2 separate regions of the Zea mays genome follow, and region 1 is linked to region 2. A link is a contact called in public Hi-C data. All regions are on one chromosome and are shown on one strand. The core of a region is the stretch at or near the end of the contact, and the rest is flanking DNA. Distances in the headings are between cores, read along the strand shown.

What was found. A called contact is a pair of places that touch in the nucleus more often than the background predicts.
Region 1: a Hi-C map of bundle sheath shows a contact between it and region 2, with 2.5 times the contacts expected there. The contact joins the promoter of LOC100501672 here to the promoter of LOC100281989 in region 2. A contact is called at or near these places in 14 of 25 Hi-C or Micro-C datasets (bundle sheath, ear, endosperm and 6 more) and 2 of 3 datasets of contacts at active chromatin or transcription factors (leaf and seedling).

Annotation. Positions count from the first base shown.
Region 1 is chr9:13,242,598-13,249,612 of Zm-B73-REFERENCE-NAM-5.0, forward strand. LOC100501672 (putative cytochrome P450 superfamily protein) reads left to right here and starts at 5,640. Exons shown (of 2, transcript NM_001196349.1): 1 at 5,640-6,856; 2 at 6,938-7,015. The coding sequence starts at 5,702.
Region 2 is chr9:13,081,628-13,088,922 of Zm-B73-REFERENCE-NAM-5.0, forward strand. LOC100281989 (60S ribosomal protein L35a-like) reads left to right here and starts at 3,625. Exons shown (of 4, transcript NM_001374365.1): 1 at 3,625-3,867; 2 at 3,969-4,197; 3 at 4,290-4,332; 4 at 5,811-6,008. The coding sequence starts at 3,800. The coding sequence ends at 4,331. It overlaps LOC103637956 (hydroxyproline O-galactosyltransferase GALT4), which reads left to right and starts at 923. Exons shown (of 2, transcript XM_008660957.4): 1 at 923-1,853; 2 at 2,017-2,481. The coding sequence starts at 1,070. The coding sequence ends at 2,246. LOC103637957 (a long non-coding RNA gene) reads right to left here and starts at 3,548. Exons shown (of 2, transcript XR_558492.3): 1 at 3,334-3,548; 2 at 2,888-3,112.

The DNA of each region.
Region 1 (7,015 bases), core at 4,390-6,889, 160 kb after region 2:
ATCTACCCCACTTAAAATGAATCTCGTCCTCGAGATTTGGCTCAGAAGGGTTATGGGTATAGCTTTACTTCAGCTACATATCTTCACTTTGCAGACTCTTCGAGGAGATGGAACTTCAACAAAATCCGGCCTTTGAGGAGCATCTGGTTGCCGATTGCAAATGCTGATTCTGGCTACTCAAAGATCATCTTTAGGCTTCAGCTTTCGCTTGGCAGCTAGCTTATTGAGGAAGCATCGATGCCAACACATAAACCTTTCTCTTGCGAACTCCCTCATGGATTCCTTCCTTGATTGGTCTTCTGGTGCTTCATCAACGAAACTTGGGTGACCACCTCTCATCCAGAAACTTATATGCTTCGATGATCTGGTCCTCCACAAGCTTGCTACAGGCCTTCTTCTTTTTCTCCATAGCAGGAACTTTACTGGAACACTACCCCACTTAAAAAGAATGAGGGTAGAACTCTTGAATCTTGGGGATTTGAACTCCTTGAAGTACCTCATAACAAGGGTGTTATGGGGCCTTCTTCTGCTGTTGCTGCTTGAGGGCGAAACTGTCAACACGGAACGGTTGGGTGGATATGATAAATGTTAATATGATTGATCGTTTTCAAGGGGAGCATATGGTGTACCATAGTTTCGATAGCGCCATGGATGATCCCCATAACTACTACCCACCTGAGTTCCTAAACACATTGACGCCTAATGGGCTGCCACCTCATGTTTTGAAGCTCAAGATTGGATGTCCTGTTATATTGCTCCGGAATATAGACCCTGCAAATGGACTTTGCAATGGCACCAGGCTGGTCGTTCGTGGCTTCCAAAGAAATAGCATTGACGCAGAGATTGTACTGGGTCAACACGTTGGAAAACGGATTTTCCTACCGCGTATACCTCTGTGTCCCTCCGATAAAGAGATGTTCCCTTTCCAGTTCAAAAGAAAGATGTTTCCTATACGGCTTAGCTTTGCAATGAAGGTTAACAAAGCACAGGGTCAGACTATTCCTAATGTTGGTGTATACTTGCCTGAACCAGTGTTCTCTCATGGCCAACTATATGTTGCTCTATCTAGAGCGACAGCCCGATCGAACATAAAGATTCTTGTCATCCCAGCCGTCGATGGGAGGAAAAAGTCAAGGAAGGGTGTAAAGAAAAACCCCATCGTAGATTGTGGGACATATACCAAGAACATCGTCTACAAAGAGGTCCTAACAAACTAGACCCATGGTAAGAGTTGCATGTTCAGCTAACAAACTAATAGGATGATGTTCGTCTTCTGTTTGATTAGTCTGGTGTATTATCAAGTCATGTTTGCATGCTACAATTGTTTTTATTAGAGCCGCATAATTTTTTATAATCATCAACCTTCTTACTGCATGCATACTGTCTTAAAGTATTGTTGAGTTTTGGATCATTTGTGATATTAGCAATATAAATTTTTATGCATCTAACAATTTGTTATGCATGGCGAAGCACGGTCACTGACCTATATTATACCTTATGAATGTAGGTTTTTGTCCCGCGAGAATGGAATCTCTATTTGTAGGCTTGTCTTGTAACAAGCCAAAAAAATTGGTGGCAACCGCAATAGTTCGAGAAGGTATTATAATTTCGTAGTTCTGTATGAATCAATTTGTATTTTTTTGTAATTACTAATTTTAGTTTTATCTCACGACTGGTTGCTCCTAGACTATATTTGCACGCAAGGTGATCTTACCCTCATCAATTTTATTAAGGAAATCCCTTGTGAACCAAGGGTAGAAGTCGTGCTTATTGATGATGCCTTTGTTGAAAGGAAGTGGATGGAGTGTTTATTTCAGCCGAACACATATTTAGGTGACGAGGTAATCCATGCTTATTTTTTAGATTTGGCGACCTTGTTATTTATAAGTTTTTTTACTCATCCTAGTATTTTTAACCACAACTTACACACTTGCAGGTTATAGACTATTACATAAATTTGATAAAAGCTCAAAAGCATCTAAAGTGCCGATCTGGAGGTCGCGTTCACATAGAAAATGCTTTCCAGTTCAATTTCCTGAAGTGAGATGGTGATGTTGAAATTAAAACAGAGGAGCTATATCCAATTAAAGACATGGCACAAATATGTAGCACTGAACGAAGGGTGTTACTTTACCTAGACCATGACATGGTACATATGAGTTTGCAGTCTGAACAGTTAGTGTTTACATGTATTTTATCCTTATGCAAGTATTTATAACTGTTTTGTAGGTGTTTATTCCGATAAACATTCGAGAGACGCACTGGTATCTTGTCGTGATCCATGCAAGAAATATGGAGATACAAGTGCTCGATTCACTTGGTACTTCACAAGACCGCAAAGACCTCACTGACTCTGTGAGTATGCACAAACTAAACAATTATGAATTCACTATTAACTTATCCCAATCTCTAATTTTGTTTTACAATATATAAAGATTAAAGGACTGCAAAGACAAATTGATATGATATCTCAACGTAAGGAGTTAAAAAACCACAGGTGACCAGACCTCCAAGTTGCTTCTTGGCCGCTCAGAGAAATAGACATGGGATATGCAAAGCAGACAGATAGGTACGCCCTAAAATCTTCTTTACCAATTTCTTCATTCATACTAATCTTTATGTTGATATTAATGTATATTGTAGCTATTCATGTGGTCTCTTTCTTTTGAACTATATCGAATACTGGACAGAGGATGAACTGTCTGACAATTTTACCCAGGTATATTATTACTACTACGACATATATGCACATCTACAGTCAATGTTACATATATAATGCTAAATAATTGTTTCTTATTTGTAGGATGACATGTCACACTTCAGGAAAAAAATGGTTGCTATATTACTATCTTCAGACCTGAATAAGAGAAGGGGGTGTCTATTATACAAAAATGAAAAAAGAAGTTGACTCTGGAAGCCCATCAGATGTTGAGATATTAGAAAACCCAACATATTCTAAGAAGAGGAAACTACTCCACGTGCTTGATGATAGCGAAGTAGTGTATGAAGATGATGAAGGCTCAATTACTCAAGCAGACTTGCAAAGGTGGTTTATTGATGATTGGGATAAAAGAGCTCCTGTAAAAGTCTCTATCGATGGGTGCACCAATGACTTTTTAATGGTTAGTCTTTCCACAAAGGACATGCCGGTGACCAAAGCTGATTCAATAGATGTTTTATGTGATTGTATCATGGCAATAGAAGACGATACGACACTAGAGTAAGTGCTCATTGATTTATCTATTTTATGTATACCAACTACTTAGATTCTTGATATAGACTTTCGTCATGCTACATTACAGGATGACATGGGTGCAAAGTTTCAATCCTTTTAAGATAGAAATATCTGTCAAAGACCTGCAAAACATATTAACGATAAATCAAGATATGATTCTAAGATGTTTTGACATGGTTGTTCAGCTGCTTGCCAATAAAGAGTCACGTAGGCCGAAAGGAGAAATCATAAATAATAGAAAGCATTATATGGACATGCGTTTCTAGGTAAGTTTGTTTCCAATCATTAACGTATTAATGTATAGTATCTACATCTAATCCTCATGTGGACATGTATATATACTATCCAGAGAATGGTTGGTTTTGGTAAACTTCCAAAGTACCATCAGGATCCTACAACAGAAGAGTTAGCCAAATCACCCGATTGTTGGCCATCAATGAATTATTATATCACAGGTTGTAGATATGTAAGTATGTGTTCATTTCGAATGTATTTATAAAGGATAGTTATTTGTAATCCTAATGACCGATATTTTGCAGGTTCTTATGCCATGGAAATTCAACGGATGTCACACCCTTTTCGTAATAGATCATGTTAAAAAGCATGTGACTTTTATCGACTTTACACCGACTCAAGATTGATGTAAACACATGCTATACAAGAGGTTCGCAGAAGCGATTATCATGGTCTTAAAGAAATATAAGATTGCTTACAGCAAGAAACGTTTTGGATGGGCGGAGGATATCTTTAAGTGGGAACATACAATTCAGACTGGTGTTCCAATTGACTTAAGAGGGTATTTTCTTTGTACCACCTTCTCAGCAATTTAAATTTTTCTTTGATAATCATTGTATAAAACATAGTTGGCCAAACATTATTCTATAGGTTTAATACCAGCTACCTCGTTATACAAGCTATGACCATGTGGGGGAATGACAGACGAATGGAATTTGTTGGGGTGAGTGTAGTACGTTCGTTTTATGTTCAAAACATACATTCCAGCTACCTCGTTCTACAAGATAATACGTTTTGTTCTCTTATGTCTTTGTTTGTAGGATGCAAAGATTCTTCGAAGGAACTTTGTGATTGATCTGTTATGTTATGAGGACAATTCACGCCGATATGACATCCATGCAAACATAACAGAGACTTATCGATATCGCTAAAAAGGATTAGCTGGTTAGTGTACGGTTGTCGACACATTTGTATGTAATTAAAAATTCTAAATTAACTTTTTAGAAATAATTTGTATGATATTGATAATGTTTTCCACACGGATTTTGCATATTATAATGATGTTTGTCGTTCCATATCAATGTTTCATACAAATCTTTTACTTCCGTCGCAACGCACGGGCACATACTTATAAGTTATAACAATATAACACATATGTACATAAGTTATCGTATTATTATATGGTTCCGTTGCAACGCACGGGCACTCATCTAGTTACCGTATTACTTAGCTAATTACATGATATCGCACATTAGGATCTAAGCTACGCTCAGCATCAATGGGCTTCGAACCAATTGTGCAGAAATAGCCGCAACAATAAGGTTTCAAGCTATATTCAGCACCTAACCTACCATATATATATAGTTGCCAATGGCTCACGTGGTGTTGCCATATGTCTATATTCTACATTCTTCCTATATAAATATCTAACTCTAGATTATGTATGTTTATTCATTTTATAGGTAAACCTCAGTACCTTACCATACAAATAATATTGTCATGCTTGCAGAGTATTTTATACTTTATTATAAAGCATGTCTACTGTAACTTATGCATGCTATATTTTAACACACATGTTACGATAGAAAAGGCGGAGATAACAACGACATTAAGAAAATGACCCTAGCCATACGCATGCCCCCAAACATTTTCAATAAAAACTTTATATATACGGCGAAGACGATCTCATCCGGTCATCCCCTCTGTCTGAACGGTAGATAATTCCTAGAGCGTTCTAGTCTTGCTCACAAGCTGATCACTCATTGCCACCTCCGTTTTAAATATTTGTTGTCTGCTAGTTTATTTTTAAATTAAATGGTGTAAAATAAAAAAAAGGACAGAGTGAATATATGCTAAAAAACATACAGTACTTATATGACTATCTGTGAAAAAAGAATGCAGAGATGGTCGCCAGAGTCATCTGTGATCTCACGAAAGGCCGGCTGCCGGCTGCCGTCGTGCGAGATCGCTTGAAGTCTGCGCCTGTCCATTCGCAAGGCCGTGTCGCACGTCAGCTTTTGCCTTGTACTTAGCGCCCGGTCGCTGCGACAAAAGCTCCAAGCGCGTAGCTGTCACAACGTCGACACGTATTTTATGATGGCGAATCACACCACGCAATATAAACATATATAAACACAGTGACACTAGCACCCGCACTTCGAGTCTTCGACGACGACGACGACATCACAGCGCACAGCGCAGTTGTGGTTGCAGTTTGCTTCTTCGCTCGACATGGGCACGGGAGGCGTAGCGCTGGTCGTCGCCGCCCTCGCCGTGGTGTTGGTGACGAGGCTGTGGACGGCGCTGGCCCACCTGGTGTGGCGGCCGTACGCCGTCGCGAGGGCGTTCGCGCGGCAGGGCATCCGCGGGCCGCCGTACAGGGTCTTGGTGGGCAACGGCAAGGAGGTCCAGGCGATGCGGGCGGCGACGAGCGGCGACACGCTGGACCTCGCCTCCCACGACTACATCGCGCGCGTGATGCCGCAGTACCGCGCGTGGGTGTCGCTCTACGGCAAGGTGTTCCTGACGTGGTCCGGCTCGACTCCGGCGCTGTTCGTGGGCAGCCACGACATGGTGAAGCGGGTCCTGTTCGACAAGGCGGGGCTGTACGGCAAGACGGACCCGGGGCCCACCATACTGTCCCTCATGGGCAGGGGCCTCGTGTTCACCGACGGCGACGACTGGTCGCGCCACCGCCGCGTCGTGCACCCGGCGTTCGCCATGGACAAGCTCAAGTCGATGACGGGGGCCATGGCGGCGTGCGCGGCGGAGGTGATCCGGGGGTGGGAGGCGCGCGCCGCGGCGAGCGGGGAGGAGGGGGAGCCGGAGGTGACGGTGGAGGTGGGGCAGCAGTTCACGGAGCTCACCGCCGACGTGATCTCGCACACCGCGTTCGGCAGCAGCTACCGTCAGGGGAAGGAGGTGTTCCTGGCGCAGCGGGAGCTCCAGTTCATCGCCTTCGCCTCCATCAACAGCGGCATGCGCGTGCCGGGCACGCAGTACGCGCCCACCAAGGCCAACGTGCGCCGGTGGCAGCTCGAGCGCACGGTGCGGGGCACGCTCATGGCCATCATCGACGAGCGCCTCGCCGCCGCGAAGGAGGCGAAGGGGTACGGCAGCGACCTGCTCGGCCTCATGCTGGAGGCCAACGCCGGCGACGGCGGCGGCAAGAGGCAGCAGCAGGCCATGAGCATGGACGAGATCATCGACGAGTGCAAGACCTTCTTCTTCGCCGGCCACGACACGACCTCGCACCTCCTCACCTGGGCCATGTTCCTCCTCGGCACGCACCCCGAGTGGCAGCAGCGGCTCAGGGAGGAGGTGGTCCGAGAGTGCGGCGGCGCCGAGGTGCCCCTCAGCGGCGACGCCCTCAACAAGCTCAAGCTCGTGAGCCCCCTTCCGCCTTAAGCTTGAGCTAGCTAGCAGGGGTGAGTGCGGCGGCGGCGGCCTTATGCTGTTGTTTCGCAGGTGACCATGGTGCTGTACGAGACGCTCCGGCTATACGGCGCGGTGCCGCTGATCGCGAGGCGGGCGACGGCGGGCGCG
Region 2 (7,295 bases), core at 2,375-4,874:
CTTAACACATTTCTGTGACAACAGTCTATCTGTTGCATACATTGATCAGACATAAAAACTGGATGCATTAGCCTAATCTCACCAGAGTGTCTACCCATCGTCTGTATTTCAGACTTTACTCCATTTATAATCCTAAAATAGTATTTTACACATCAAATTAAAATAGATCTACTGCTAACTAACGACAACTTTATAGTCTAAGGCTAACTGCAGCGGTGGACGCTGCCCCTCCCCCTCCCCTTGCATGCGGTGCGTAGGGGGCACCCTATGGCCGCAGCGGTGCCCCCTACAGTGCCCCCTACGTGTCGGTCCCCTTCTCTCTCCCCCCAGATCTAGCGTGTCACTGTTCATCACCCTAAACACTGTGCTGTGGGTCTACGAGTAATTGTTAGTAGATAAAAAATTGATAGTTGGTATAGAAAATGATATTTTATAGTGGTAGTGGGGTATAGGAGGAGTATTTAGGGGGAACCGCTGCGGGAGATGAAAAAGTAGGGGGGGAAATAGGGGGGAAAAGTGATATAGGAGGAAAAATTTAGGGGTAACAATTGCAGATAGCCTAATAAAACAATGGTAGAACCAAACTGACCCACAAGAGAATTCTTTAGCTTGCTACACATAGCATAGCACAAATATTTGTTTTCGTGGGTGTTTGGTTTTATAGGAACTAATTTTTAGTCTCTCTAATTTATTCTATTTTAGTCTCTCTAAATACTAAAACTAAAACTCTATTTTAGTTTCTGTATTTATCAATTTAAAGATTAAAATAAAATAAAATAGAGAAAAAAAATCCCTATAAACCAAACACCCTTTAGTCGCCTATACCAAACGAGGCAGTGACGACGATAAATCACAAGCAACCGACACACGCATACAGGAGTATTAGACAAGCAACAAGACAGAAGAAGATGACGGTATCAAGAACCGGCCGCTTTGCCAATGCATCCCATTCATCTCTTGATTATATATAGACATAGACACATAGTCACCAAAACATGCACACAAAGAAAGAAAGAATTGAAGGTGGAAGAAGAGAACGAGACCTCGCTCGAAGACAGGGGCATCATCAATGTCGACGTACCTCAAGAAGCCGCCCCCCTGCAGCGTCTCCCTCATCGTCCTCCTCCCTCTCACCCTGATCTTATTATGCTTCACCTTTCTCCTTCCGCTGTCCGCCTACATCAGCAACCCGCTTGCCTCCACGGCAGTGGCCACGAGAGCCTGCGTCGGCGCCACCGCTGGTGTCGTCCGCGCTGCGCCAGCAACGACGACCGTGGGCGACGTCGACGGTGTCGTCGGTAGCCAGCGCCCGGCGGAGCTTATGAGCGTCCTCGTCGGCGTGCACACCATGCCCGGCAAGCACTCCCGGCGCCACCTCATCCGCATGGCGTACGCGTTGCAGCAGCAGACGCCCGCGCTGCGCGCCGCCGCGCGCGTCGACGTCCGCTTCGTGCTCTGCGCGCGCCCGATGCCGCCCGAGCACCGCGTGTTCGTTGCGCTCGAGGCGCGCGCCTACGGCGACGTGCTGGTCCTCGACTGCGCCGAGAACGCGGAGGAGGGGAAGACGTACACGTACTTCGCGAGCCTGCCCACCATGCTCGGCTCCGGCTCCGGCGGCGGCGGCGGCCGGCCGTACGACTACGTGATGAAGGTGGACGACGACACGTTCCTCCAGCTGGACGCGCTGGTGGACACCCTGCGCTCTGCGCCGAGGGAGGACATGTACTGCGGCGTGGGGCTCCCGTTCCACGACCGGCAGTTCCCGCCGTTCATGCTCGGCATGGGCTACCTCCTGTCCTGGGACCTCGTGGAATGGATCGCCACCTCCGACATGGTCAGGAGGGAGGCCATGGGTACGCATCACTTGCATTTCATGCATCCGTTCTTCACCTTTACTTATTGACTAGTACTAACATATACTACTCTATTACTACACTTCTCATGAAGTTGTGTTTTCAGGACATGAATGACAGTTTTTAACAATGTTTACCAACATGTACATATATGCATATTCAGGTGTAGAAGATCTGACCACAGGCAAATGGCTGAACATGGGCCACAAGGCCAAGAACCGGGTGAACATCTTCCCCAGGATGTATGACTACAAGAGTGCCAAAGGTGAAGACTTCTTGGAGAACACCATCGGGGTGCACCAGCTGAAGCAGGACCTGAGGTGGGCACACACACTGGAGCACTTCAATGTCACCAGGCTGGAGCCCTCCAGCATGCTACTACACAACTTCTAGAGAGTGAGGAATGAGGAACAGAATCATGCATGCATATTGTCAGAACCAACATGTAAATTTGTAGTGCTGTTGATTTGTGACATAGCGAATTACTTTCTTGGTTCTAAATTATAAGACGTTTTGGTTTTTTTAATAAATATTTTTTCTTATTATGCATCTAGACACAATGTATATTAAAAAACTAAAATACGTTATAATTTAGAATGGAAAGAGTAAATATGAAGGGTTGTTGGTACAATGATGTGTTGCTTGAAACATATATAATTGATAGCTTCCACCGCAAAGCTATATACATCTCGTTTACAATATCTTTCCATAATGGAGCGTTAATATATAAGGAAAGGGTAATGTCAATTGAATAAGGACTCCAAGAGTTTTGAATTCAGAAACTCAGGGGGAAAAAACCAGTTTTGCGGCAAATAATACTAGGCTGTGTTTCTGTCACAACCACAATCATTCGACGGCAATCAAGCATTCTTCTAAGCTGTTTCTTTGTTTTGAATACTCACTGCCCAGCATTCCAAGCTACAGCATATATACCGCATGCGAAAGCAACCTTTACATACATACATAAATGCAGAATCCCATGATTAATTAAAATGTTAGTAACCTGACATTTACTAAATGATGACAAGCAAGTGTGACTACAGAATATCATAGCATTAGTTTTATTAGTGACATGACGACACTCTTCTGTGCTTACAGATAAATTCGCTGTCAAGTATTTTATATCAACTGTGACTGTGAGCTTCTTCACAACTGAACCTACAAGGGGCTTGCTTGCTTCTCTTATTCTCTTGAAAAAAAAATGCCTTCTTCAAAATCCACAACTTGCCACCTTGGTGCTGTTTCAGTGTCACAATCCTCTAGCATAAAACAAAAGATGTAGCAAAATAGCATTACAACACTGCAACAATCGATTTTCTCGAGATAGTAACACAACAGAGGGTAGTGGCAAGGGGCTGACTTAGCAGCTCCGTTGTTTTTCAGGAGAATAAAATGCACCAGCGCCATAATTGGAGATCGAAGGGATTCAGAGTTGATTAGAAGCGGGAGACATCGGCCCCAAGCAAGTAGGGTTACTCACCGAGGGAAGAATAATACTATACACGCCCAGATTGGGTGTCGAATTCACGCCCCTAGACCAGGGTCGCAGCGACGCCGCTTCCGCAGAGGCGGCGGACTGAGGAGCGGCGCCGCGGCAAGGCTGCGCCGGCGTCGAGCTGGGCCCCGCCGGAGAACTGTGTGCGCGCGACCTATCATGAAACGAGGCGTCCTATTCGCAGTTGGGCTGATTATGTTGCCAGATAGGCCCGGCCCAGCATGGCCCTGATAGAAAAGATAGAAAAAGCGACGACAATCATTAACCAAATGGCCCATTTAAGCTGGCGACCGTCCGCTGGAGGCTGGACTCTGCGAGACGATCGAGGCCGTTCGTTCTTCTCTCCGCCTGCGGCCGTCTCGTTGTCTTCCCCCAATGTGCACGAGCTCTCTCTCTCTCCGTATCCGGCGGCGGAAGCGGAAGCGGAAGCGGAAGGAAGTAGGCGGCCACCATGGTGAAGGGACGCACGGGGCAGCGCGTCAGGCTCTACGTCCGGGGCACCATCCTCGGATACAAGAGGCGAGCTCATTGCCTCCGCTTCTTCCCCCGTCCGTGTTACTTGGATCTGGCCATTCCTCGGTTCGTTTCCGCTAACGGTGGTTGCGGTGGTGGCTGTGCAGGTCCAAGTCGAACCAGTACGAGACCACGTCGCTTGTGCAGATCGAGGGGGTGAACACCAAGGAGGACGTCGCGTGGTACGCTGGCAAGCGCATGGCGTACATCTACAAGGCCAAGACCAAGAGCAGTGAGACCCGCTACAGGTGCATCTGGGGTAAGGTCACCCGCCCGCACGGCAACTCCGGCGTTGTCCGCGCCAAGTTCAAGTCGAACCTCCCGCCTGAGTCTATGGTCAGTGACGCACTCAGTACGCCGTGTGATGTGTGCTGCTTCCCAATTGATGCTCTGTCCTGATGCTGTTCTTTTTTTTCTGACGAGTGCAGGGGCGCAAGGTCAGAGTGTTCATGTACCCTAGCAGCATTTAAGGTTAGGGTCCTCAAACGCTGGACATGCTTTATTTGTTTGGCGGCTGGTTGATGTTGAATCTGTTGCTTGTGATTGAATGATACGACAAGGAATTCTGATTAGACTGCACTCGTCGTTGCTGTAGACCATGGGCTAGGAGTTTTAGGTGCTTAAACGCATCATAGTTTGTGTGTGACGTCCTGTGGCCACCGGCGTTGGTGGCCGGGACGTGAGATCGCCAGACACCCTCGCGGTGACAAATTTGCACACCGTGCCTGGTTGAAAGTTTATTCAGGATTCTGTTATTTGATACCATTGCCAACTGGCCATTACAGTACTTATAGTACGCCACTTGGGCTAGCCCATTACCTCACATAACCACGTTTCAGACGCTAATCCAGCCCATGGCCCAACCATCAGATGACAGCTACCAAATGACAACTAGACTTACCCACTTCCCGCCATGGCCTTCTACTCCTCCACCGTTGCACCTTCAGGCACCACTGCACTGTCTGTGACATTGTGGTTTCGGAATGTTTAGAAGTCGGACGACTTGCTGGTCGTCTGGCTGACCAACTTGGACGATTAATCGCGATTAGTCGGAAGACTTGGCGATTAATCGCGATTTTCCCATACCGACTTGGACGAGTAATCGCGATTAATAGGACGATTTGAAAACATTGTTTCGGTTGTTTATTATGAGACACATTGAGTCTGTGTAGCAGCAAACACTGGCTATTCTGCTGCAAATCATGGTAATTTGGCTTTTGTGGTTTGGTTTGCACATGTTGATACTGGCTTTAATTTGGTGAGTTTGTATCTGACTGAGGGAGTATTCACTTCGTGAAGATTTCAAGTTAAAACTGCTGTTTGGTATTTGGGGATGGTTAACTTCCCACTGTTCGTTACTTACATGTCACAATGATACCAAGTACACGTGGAATATGCATTACCTAATTTCATTAGTTGTCAGTATTACTCCCTCTGTTTACAAATTTAGGCATTTCTAGTAGCAAAGGAAATGACACGCTCGTCATCAGTCAATATCATGAGAGAGACAAAACTGCAGGAAAATTAGCAGTGAGGAATGGGGATAGCGGCATGTGCCAGAAATTTTTACATCTGTGGAAACTTTTGAATGCTTAAAAAAAATGCTTACTCTTATGAACCGGGGGGGGGGGGGGGGGGTCTAGTTTTTCCAACTAATGTATTGGATTTAGTGATGCCTATTTTCAGCACTTTAGACTTAGCAGTTTTCCATATATATTTATAATTGTGCATTTTTCTTGCCATAGAAATTTATGATATTTCTGTCCACACTGATGTTTAGGGAATGTTTCTTTGATACAGTAGAATGGTTTTAAACATACTGTCTGTTTAGAACATTTACATTGGGCATGGGGCTGCCAACACAAAGTTTGAACTTGTAGCTTGAACCATTGCTTACCCTTTCAAAAGTCACCCTCTGCTTATGCTATTCTGGGCTTTTATGTCTGCAGGTTTTGTTGGAGTAAAGATGGACTAAAAATGTCATGCGTATTTCTTACTTTTTTCTGAGCTTAAAATGCTATTTGTTGGCAACTTAGATTGTTCATGCAGTCATGCACTTGACCGGTGGAAGTTCTGTCTAAATTTGTTGTCGAACGGATGAACTATATATTGTCGGTGTTATGCGAGCAGCAGAGCTTATTTTGTCCCGTGCCACCGATGTCCGATGCTATCTCTTCAACAGATCCCCTATCATATCCGCTATTTCAAACTACACTTTATAAATATTGTCATCAACGGTTCCGCGCCCCCGATTTTATACTAGCTTGAGACGGTCTGATTCTCGTATTTTCGAATTCATATGCTTATATTTTAACTTGTTTGCCTACAACTACAATGTTCGTGTGCCACCTCAAATAGCATCGTGCAATATGGATGCTACTCCCTCTATTTTTTAATTTGTTGCGTTTTAGTTCAAAAATAAACTATCGTAAGACAAAATATTTGAGAATGGATGAAATATTTTGTTAACCAGCAATATAATTACTTTACTCGTCCTAAAATTGGGAGTTTGTTGTATTTCTTCATCGTGGTTTGATCTAATTTATATAATAATATACAAATATTTATAACACTGAATTAATATCATTAGATAGAGTATTACAGTTATATAATCTTTTAATGTCATGGATATTGGTAGTCTTTATAAAATTGTTCAGGCCGGTTTATTCAAACAAAGGCAGATTTATTCCATGACAAAATTTTAATAGGGGATTAACTCTGCTTTAATTTAGGAAAGCATATGAGGTTCATACGAAGAGCATGTATTAGTGAAATTATGTTTGTTTGGTTAACTTGTAGATTCCTAAAAGTCTGATTTTAGGTGTGATCTGTGAAAAAACTGTTGCGACCTGATGGTTGCAAGAGTATGGTAGCTTGGTAGCTTGGTTGAGAGCTACACAGAAAATCTGGTGTAGAAGGTAATTATAAATTTAACTAGAGGGATACGTAGATTTTCAGTAATCTATTCCACTGTTGTACTTGTTTGATTTAGATTTCAGTTTTTTTCCCCAACGAATCTGTTCAGAAGAGTGAGGCACACCCTTCGTCTCATCAGTGTTTTGGACTTCGCATAGATCATCTTTTCAACTCAACTCAAATTTACGATCCTGATGCCATGCATAGGTATGTTCATATAAACGCAATGTCTCATTAGGTGCAACGAATCCTAGACAGTTTTACAACATATACCAGTCGTTTTTTTTCCAAGAATCAGGCAGCGGTCATTCTTCTTTTTAATGGATTATGGGCCTGTTTGTTTCAGCTTATAGATTATATAATCTGGAGTATAATCTAAATTATATAATTCAGATTATAATCTAGATATATTATAATCTATATGTAGTTGTTTGGTAGTTTAGATTATATAAATGTAGATTATTCACAAAGACAACAATATCCTTATTTGTTTATTTGAGGTGAGAAAAAAGGATCGT